Linked DNA regions of Sus scrofa: region 1 is linked to region 2. A link is a contact called in public Hi-C data. All regions are on one chromosome and are shown on one strand. The core of a region is the stretch at or near the end of the contact, and the rest is flanking DNA. Distances in the headings are between cores, read along the strand shown.

Region 1 (4,323 bases), core at 827-3,326, 300 kb before region 2:
TCTCAGGCCTAGCGCTGTAATTCAGAATGACTGCTGAGAAATCAATCTATCGTTAAAATAACTGACTAGAAGGATATTTTCGCTCTGCCTATGACTTGTAAACTGAGAACGGGATCATTTTTCCAGTAAGGAGGCTGGGCTGTCATCTTTCTGACCTCTACTCAGCCTCCCTCCCATCCAAGTGCAGACTGGCTAGCAGCCATTAATGACCAATAGCACTAATGGAGGTTGGGCCCCTCCAAGCCCAGTGGGAGGACCTTCTAAGTGGCCCCGCCCTTCCTCTTAGGACCCCTCCTCTACTCTCCCCTCCCCCGCCCCCGGAAACCCACCAGCTGCTCTCCAGGTGCCTCTCTCTTGTGACCTGTGCCTTGGCAGGGTTTTCACCACCGACCCAGCCCAGCACGACTCCAGCCCAACAGCACCTCCAGTTCAGACCTCTCTGCTGAGCTGGAAGACCATGCCTCCTCCAGCCCCTTCCCCGGAGGCCCCAGCACCCACCCATCACTCCCGTGGGCATGACTGTGGGCTCCTCCAGGCAGCCCAGGTCCTTCCCAGTCTCATAGTAAATGTCCAACTCCGCTCCTCAGCCCTCAAGGCCCCGCGGACCCAGCTCAGGACCACCCTGCCTCATTGCCCTGCGCTCTCCCCCAACCCCCAGCAGCCCCCCTCAGAGGCCCTCCAGGGCCCCCAGTTCTCCATCACTGACCCCATTACTCTCCGACACCTTCCCAAGGAGGAGACCTATGGTTCAAACTGCGGTCCCAATACCTAGGAGAGGAAGGACGGTAGGAAGGAGAGGGAGAAAAAGGAGGGAGAAGTAGAGGCTTCAGAAGGATGGATGTTAGGATGAAGGAGTATGAGAAGGGAAGGGGGAAGGCAGGCATTCATTCCTCCACCTAGGCTCCAGAGGTCTATCCAGGGCCACCCCCATTAGCCTCCAGTCTTGGGTCCACGCTCTGCAGATCTCCAAAAATCTCTGGAACCTCCCATCAGCCCATGTCCCTTCCCTGTTTAAAGCCCCTTCAATGGACCTATGATCCCAGAATCTTGCCAAGTAACATCAATGTGACTTTCCTCCATTCCGTTTCTGAGAGCCCTTCCTCTCACCGTTCACAGCGTCCAGAACCCAGGCCTGGAACATCATCCATTTTCATCAACCAGTTCCATCAATGCTCTTACTTCAGACCCACCTAAAACGTCCCTTCTCTGGGACGCCCACCCCCAACCCAACCAAGATGAAGCTGCCTTCCCACCCCTCCAGCCTATCTTTCCCTCTGTCCAGTCCAAACTCGGGGTTGGGGCGGGGAGGTTGGGGGGGGGGGCGGTTCCTCCCTCTTCTGGCACCAGCCCAGCCCACAGGGGCCAGGCTAAGCTTGAAGAATAAACGCAATGGGTTGGACCCAGAACTGCGTGAGACCTGAGGGTTTCAAATGTGATGTCTCCAATTCTGGGATCCTCACCTACTCTGAAGCCAGAGCCCCTTGTCATGGCCCCCTCCTCTAAGGATTCTCCCTGGTCCTTCTGCACACCTCATACGAGTAGGTACCCCCGATGGACCCTGTCAGCGCGGCCCCCACAGCTCCCACAGGACAACATCCCCAGAGTGGGCCCAGCAGGACCCAAGATCTCCCTCGAGGGGCTCTGAATGTGTTCAGATCCCCAGTACCTTCCATGGACGAACCCTCAGCAGAACCAGTCTCCTAGAGGGCCCCCCCAGGGACTCGTCAGAAGCCCAGAATTGCTCAGAGCCTTCAAGTCTCCTTGCACAATCCCCGAACCCTTCATAGGTCCCGTAGCGAGATCCTGACTCCAAAGAGGGACACATGGCCCTCAGCGCGACCCAGAGTTCCTCAAAGCACTCAACCCCCACAAAAGGTTCCCCGTCTCCTCAATGTCTCCCGGGATCCCCTTGGCGGAATCCCAGGCCCTCAGGGCGCCCCCCATGCTAGGAGATGCCGGCTCACCATGTTGCCGGCGGGAGCGCGGTGCTGGGACCCACGGGCCTGAAGCTCCGAGCTCCTTGCGGAACTCGGCCATTCAGAACACTACTTTGGTATGACAAGCAGCCCATCCAACCAATCATCACGCTTGGAGCCGGGGCAAATCACTAGGGACAAGGAGTCGCTCGCGTTGCATGTCGGAAGTTGTAGTTCGAAGGCGCTCGGTGAGCTTAGGCAGAGGTTGAGTCCAGACTGTCTCTGCGACCCCTGTGTGGCCGCTGTCTCTAAAACTCAATTTCCTCACCTGCACGTATTTAGCAAGTCTGAGGCGAATACACTCATTTACCCACGTACTGCAGAACTCCCTTGATTAAGAACATCTGGTGGCAAAAAAAAAAAAAAAAAAAAGAGTTCCAGTTGTGGCTCTGTGGCTTAAGAACCCAGCATAGTGTCCCTGAGGATGGAGCTTTGATCCCTTGCCTCACTCAGTGGGTTTAGGATCCTTGCCCGTTGCCGCAAGCTACTGACAAGTCGCAGACGTGGCTAGGACTCCACCCTTGCTGTGGCACAGGCCCCCAACTGCAGCAGCTCTGAATAGACCCCCAACCTGGAAACTTCCATATGCCTCAGGCTCAGCTGTTAAAAAAGAAAAAAGAATTCGGTGGCTCCCACTGAATAGACTCCCAGTTGTTCAAACTGAATTCAGACCCCTCTGCCTGCCTGCAATCTACTGCCAACGCTATTACATGCAGATAATACAGCTAGCCACCATCTATGCTTTCTCACATCTCCAGTCCTCTGTAAATGCCATCTTCCATCTTGGAGTGGCTCCTTTCTCATTGTTTTTCACCTGGCAAAAGCCTTTTTCATTTCCATCAGCCAGAACTCTGGTTTCAAGGGGGAAGAAAAAATCCAACTTAAAAAGTCTCCAGCAAAAGGGAAAATTTTGGCTCATGTAACAGAAAACTGGAGTTTCCAGGTGGCTCAGAGGGTTAAAGATCTGGCATTGTCACTGCTGTGGCTCTGGTTACTGCTGTGGCTCAGGTTTGATCCCTGGCTCAGGAAACTATATGACTTGGGTGCAGCCAATTAACAAAAATTTATTTATTTATTTATTTATTTTTTGTCTTTTCTGGGGCTGCTCTCGTGGCATATGGAGGTTCCCAGGCTAGGGGTCTAATCGGAGCTGTAGACGCCTGCCTACACCAGAACCACAGCAATGCCAGATCTGAGCTGCGTCTACAAGCTATACCACAGCTCATGGCTACGCCGGATCCTTAACCCACTGATCAAGGCCAGGGATCAAACCCACAACCTCATGGTTCCTAGTCGGATTCATTAACCACTAAGCCATGATGGGAACTCCAAATCTGGACATATTGTATGCGTTTGACTAAATGTCTGAGAGTCTTTGTGTTCCCATTGTGGCACAGTGGTTAACGAATCCGACTAGGAACCATGAGGTTGCAGGTTCAATCCCTGGCCTTGCTCAGTGGGTTAAGGATCCGGCGTTGCCATGAGCTGTGGTGCAGGTCGCAGGTGCAGCTCAGATCCTGCGTTGCTGTGACTGTGGTGTAGGCCAGTGGCTACAGCTCCAATTAGACCCCTAGCCTGGGAACCTCTATCTACCGTGGGAAGTGGCACTGGAAAAAGGCAAAAAGACAAAAAAAAAAAAAATGTCTGAGAGTCTTTATGGGGCCTGTGAGTAGATCCTGTATTGTTGATTGCCTTGTCTCTGTGGGTGTTTTTGTCTTGTTTATTAGCACATGTGCGTGTCTGTTTGCAGGAGATTTGCTCTTTGTGACTTTGGTCCTCTGGACTCAGTGTGTTGGCCTGAGAGAGCATGGGTGACAGTGGTAGTGAGGGTCACTGGGATTTCCCAGGACCTACATGGGGATGGTGAGATGCCCCTCAGGACTACAACATCCAGATGGGCCCCAGGGAAACTGAAGTTTGGAGGAGGGTTTCAGAAAAAGAGGACCAAGAAAAAAAAGAGTAGGGTCATTATCTGCAGGCCCACTATGTGCCAGGCTGAGGGCAGAGCTCACTCAAGTGCTCCCTCCAGCAGATTAGAGTGGTGGGATGATTGTCTCCATTAAATTGATGAAGACACTGAGGCTCTGAGAGGCCCAAGGCTCTCCTTTGAACCCTGACTTTGCCCCTGGACGTAGGGTTTATGAGTCCAGGTGGCACAGCAGCCCCATGTCTTGAGTCATGGGAGCTGACACACACTTGGACCCCAGGAGCTCTGCATCTTCCCTCTGCAGCCTCCCCATTGCAGAAAAGGCAGCTCTGCCCCTGGCCCAGGTGTTTATACTCAAACTCTGAAGTTGGCCTTGAAGTCTCACTCACAATCTATGCCTGATCTGTTAGACTCTCCTGA
Region 2 (4,001 bases), core at 999-3,498:
TGTCTTGCCTTGGGCTTCTCACTTGCAAGAGGCAGAACCAAGTGAGAAGTTTGTGGGAATACGACATACACACACACCCCCCATACCTTTCAGTATGTGCAGGCCTGGTACACAGTGCCTGTTCTGGGAGGAAGCCCTATGGCATCTCCCCTACCCAAAATGGCACTAGGAGGAGAGTCTTGCCCCTCCAGCTGACATGGGGAGCCTAGCTCCTATTCTGGGGGTGGGTCAAACAGGAGTCCACCAGGGCTGGACCCCTTCCTTTCTTTGTCCTTTGCTTGTTGGCCACACTGGGAACACCCTGTCCCTCACCAGAAGCTGCAGGACTCCAGCCTTGTGGTAATAGGCTCCAAGTGGGACCATGGGTGTCTGTGATGGCCTCTGGCCCCAGCTTGGGGTGGAAGAAACTTGCTTGTCAAATGGGCAATGACAGCATCACCCTTGGAAGGCTGTGGTAGGGTGAGCTGACTTGTCATAGGGCCGCCGTAATGGCACCTTGTAGGAAGGCAAAGGCACTTTCCTTGGATGAAGGTGAGGGTGAGAGTGAGCTGGTTCCTGGTGAGCTGGTTCTGTTTAGGCTTGTGTTGCCCTTGAGTGGAAGCCCCCAGAATTCCACCCTGAGCTCCCTGCCCAGAGGATGGACATTTGGGGGCAGGGCTAAGGGTTCCCCTAACGTTCATGCTGCTGTAGGGGTTGGGTCCCATGAGTGCCGTGGAGTAGGGTTGACTATGCTTCCAGGGCCTGGGGGTGGGAGGACTGGGCCAGCCAGGGACTTTTCTTTGGGCACAGATTTGAAATGCATCTTGAAGGTTGAGTTGGGGCTTACAAGGAAAACAGGAGCATGGTGGAGGGATGTTCCTCAGAGGGACCAATGGTGAAGGTGGGAGGAGCCCACGACAGGACTTACCTGTGAGTACAAGCAGGGGGTTCATTCAGGGGCTGGGGTCTGGAGGGCCAAGACTAGTGTTTTCTGAGAGAGCAGCTGAGACTGGTACTGGGTTTAGTAAAGCCCCTCCACCTCACCTCTAAACAGCTAGCGACCACCTGTCTCTTCCTATCCAGCCAGCCCAGAAGATGAGGGGGAAGTGGGATGATTCTGGCAGGGAGTAGGCTGCTGGCCCTACTGTCTCCCTGGGCCAGCCCTGAGGAGCAATTTGTGGCCCGAGGCCTTACTGGGCCCACACAGTCTTCTGCTATTTCCCTAGTTTATGCGGGAATCTCAGGGACCTTAACTAAAATGCAGGCTTTGATCAAGCAGATCTAGGGCAATAATGTGCTCTAGCAAAACTGCCCTGCTGCTCTGTGTGCTGAGGTGGGTAGTGGTGCAATCCTGCCTGCGGGCATACCCCCATTTGTGCCTCTCCCTCCTGGTGGACCTTAAGGAACTGCTTTTACACAAGGGCTTCTCCCCACTATCTGGCACAGCACCTGCCTCTTAAGTTGGCTTTCAGCAAGTAGAAGTGAGGAAATAAATGAACGCATGTGGATCAAGTGTGCCTTCCTAGGATAGCCAGGCCTGTCAGAGCTGTGTTCCCTTGATGAGACTGCTTCCCCTGGCATGGGCCAGCGGGACACTAAATATTAACCTCGCAATGACCACTAATTGGTAAGCAATGGGCTGATAGTTTGGTGCTGTGGTTGGAGGGATCTTATCTCAAGTTAATTTTCTAATTCCTACCTTCTCTTCAAGTTCCTGGCAGATAGCAGAGCTTTTGTGTTTGTTTAGCTGTGTCCGGCATACAAGGGGAGAAGGAGTGAGACCATTTTTTTTCCTAACAGCTTGGCCTGCTTCCAGGGATTTTCATTTTATTTTTTCTTATGTTTTTGGCTATACCCACAGCATGCAAAAGTTCCCGGGCCAGGGTTCAAACCCACACCACAGCAGTGACAGTGCTGGATCCTTAACCCACTGTACCACAGGAGAACTCCTAAAACACTTTTTTTAAAAAAGAATGCTTATGATAATTTTGAGCCTTTGTCAAATGGGTATTCTTTTCCCAAGTTAAAAGAACTCCGTGGGAAGGTACTCAGAGACTTGAAGCACCTTTGCTGTAAAAATTCAGCTTAAGAAAGTTTTTCCTGTTGGAAACTAGTAGAGCTGGTGGCCCTTCTGTGTTTGGAAGAGGTAAACCAGGTCCCTGTAACACACCAACAGTCGCCTGTGGGCCAGGACCACACAGGAAGTGCCTGCAGCCTGGCAGCCCCAGGGCGAGCTGGGCGCCTCCATTTTCTGACAGCACCTGAACCCTACCTCACTTCTCAAAATGAAGGCTGCTTGTCACAAACTGGTTAGAACTGGCTGTTGCCATGGTTTTCACGTTGGAAGGCACAGTTAAAGGGTCACATGACCAAAGCGGGAAATGCCTTTGTCACATGACTTCTTGGTGGCCTGATTAGCATACAGGAAGTTCACTCCCTGCTGGCTGCTGGGATGCTGAGTGATCATTGATGGGAGGTGATGTCATGTCTTGGACGAGTTATTGATTAGTCTCAGTCCAAGATGGGATCTGGGAGTGCTGTGGTCAGAGTGGCCATCTCAGGGAGCGTCAGCTTCCACATGCTCTCAGTCCCAAACCCTATCCTCGTCCCTCAGGCAAATTTGAGTTTTATTAGACATCTTACTTTTGGAAGATGTCTAATAAAACTCAGTGAGATAAAACGTGATAAGTCCCTGTGGATTATTACCATTATCTCAGTGCACTCTTACTCAAGAAGTGCCTGCAGTCTGTAACTCTAGATGTGGTTCTGCCTGGGCTGCTGCTCTGCCTGTGTGCAGCTCCTGTGCTGGAGCCTTGTGTCTGCTCACTGTCTTAGTGTGTTCAGAGAACCTGGAATTGGAGCCCCCAAAGTTGATCTTGGGCTGAGTTGACAATTAACAGGGGGACACACGGACATGAAGAGGGGTGGTTCCTGAATTGCATTGGTTTTTAGTTGGATAAGGCCGTGGTAAAACACCCTGAGTTACTTTATAGAAAGCCAGCCATGTTGCTGTGAGCTGTGGTGTGGGTCCCAGACGCGGCTCAGATCTGGCATGGCTGTGGCTGTGGCATAGGCTGGCAGCTGTAGCTCCGATTAGACCCCTAGCCTGGAAACCCACATGCCTCGAGTGCAGCCCTAAAAAGCAAAAAAAAAAAAAGAAAGAAAGAAAACCAGTTCCAGGGCATGAGAAAGTTGGCTGATAACTCCTATGAGGGGATTCTTTAGCTTAAAATGGAAGTCTTCTCATTCACTCCTGGTCTCTTGTTGAAGACCATCTAGCAACTGCACTGGTTAAATTGAATCAGGGCTGAAAGTGTTGAGGCACAGCAGCCATGCAGCTTTAGGAAGGGCTGGGGAGAACGCTATATTGGGGGAGCAGGGGAGTCAGCAAACCCTCAGTGTCTGGTCCTCTGTGCCAATCCTTGCCTAAGGACATGGCTCACTCCAAGAATAGAAAAGGTGGTTCCCTGGGATGTTAAAACACAAGTTCTCCGTCTATAACTGTCCCCTGCTTAGGTGGAAGGAGTGGGACAACTTAGAGCCATTACTCCCAGTTAACTTCATTCAGTTTATTCTTTGGGTCACAGAGCCACCTAGCGGATGAATTCAGTCCTAGGCTGGTTTTCCTGTTAATAGATATATTTGATTCCTTCAACACAGATGCTGAGGCCAGGAAGTTTACATTGTGCCCTCAGCAAACAGAGCTATTGATTCGGGGCTAAGTGCTATCTGTAGGACCTGTTGGTTCTAATGTGTGGAGTTACTAACACCGTAGTAGAAGCCTAGCATGACTAGATCTAAATATATGTCCTAGGGGACTTGGGTGGTAGGATTTGGGGTAAGAGGGAGAGAGGGTAATAGGCAGTGGTGGCTGGGAACTAGTTTCTGAGCAGATCAGGTTGATTGGAAAGTACCCAGATCTGTGAGAGAAAATGTATTCTGTGTTCTAGTTGATTTCAAAACGTGCAACTGCTGCTATCACATTGTCACTGGCAGGATGAAGAGGCCACGTGTAGCTCAGG

What was found. A called contact is a pair of places that touch in the nucleus more often than the background predicts.
Region 1: a Hi-C map of skeletal muscle shows a contact between it and region 2, with 4 times the contacts expected there. The contact joins the promoter of TMEM161A here to the enhancer-like site in region 2. A contact is called at or near these places in 14 of 47 Hi-C or Micro-C datasets (alveolar macrophages, brain, embryonic fibroblasts and 9 more) and 2 of 2 datasets of contacts at active chromatin or transcription factors (alveolar macrophages and skeletal muscle).

What each region holds. Positions count from the first base shown.
Region 1 is chr2:58,726,491-58,730,813 of Sscrofa11.1, reverse strand. It overlaps TMEM161A (transmembrane protein 161A), which reads right to left and starts at 2,076. Exons shown (of 12, transcript XM_021083443.1): 1 at 1,965-2,076. The coding sequence starts at 1,967.
Region 2 is chr2:58,431,913-58,435,913 of Sscrofa11.1, reverse strand. All of the region lies in intron 3 of GATAD2A (transcriptional repressor p66-alpha), which reads left to right. Among named protein-coding and RNA genes, the nearest start is that of TSSK6, 23 kb to the right of the region's middle. Within about 2 kb of position 2,248, at least 44 of the 83 cell types and tissues checked have an H3K27ac peak or open chromatin away from gene starts, as enhancers often do. A contact at or near this core is called in alveolar macrophages, mesenteric adipose tissue, omental adipose tissue and 3 more, where this site is marked.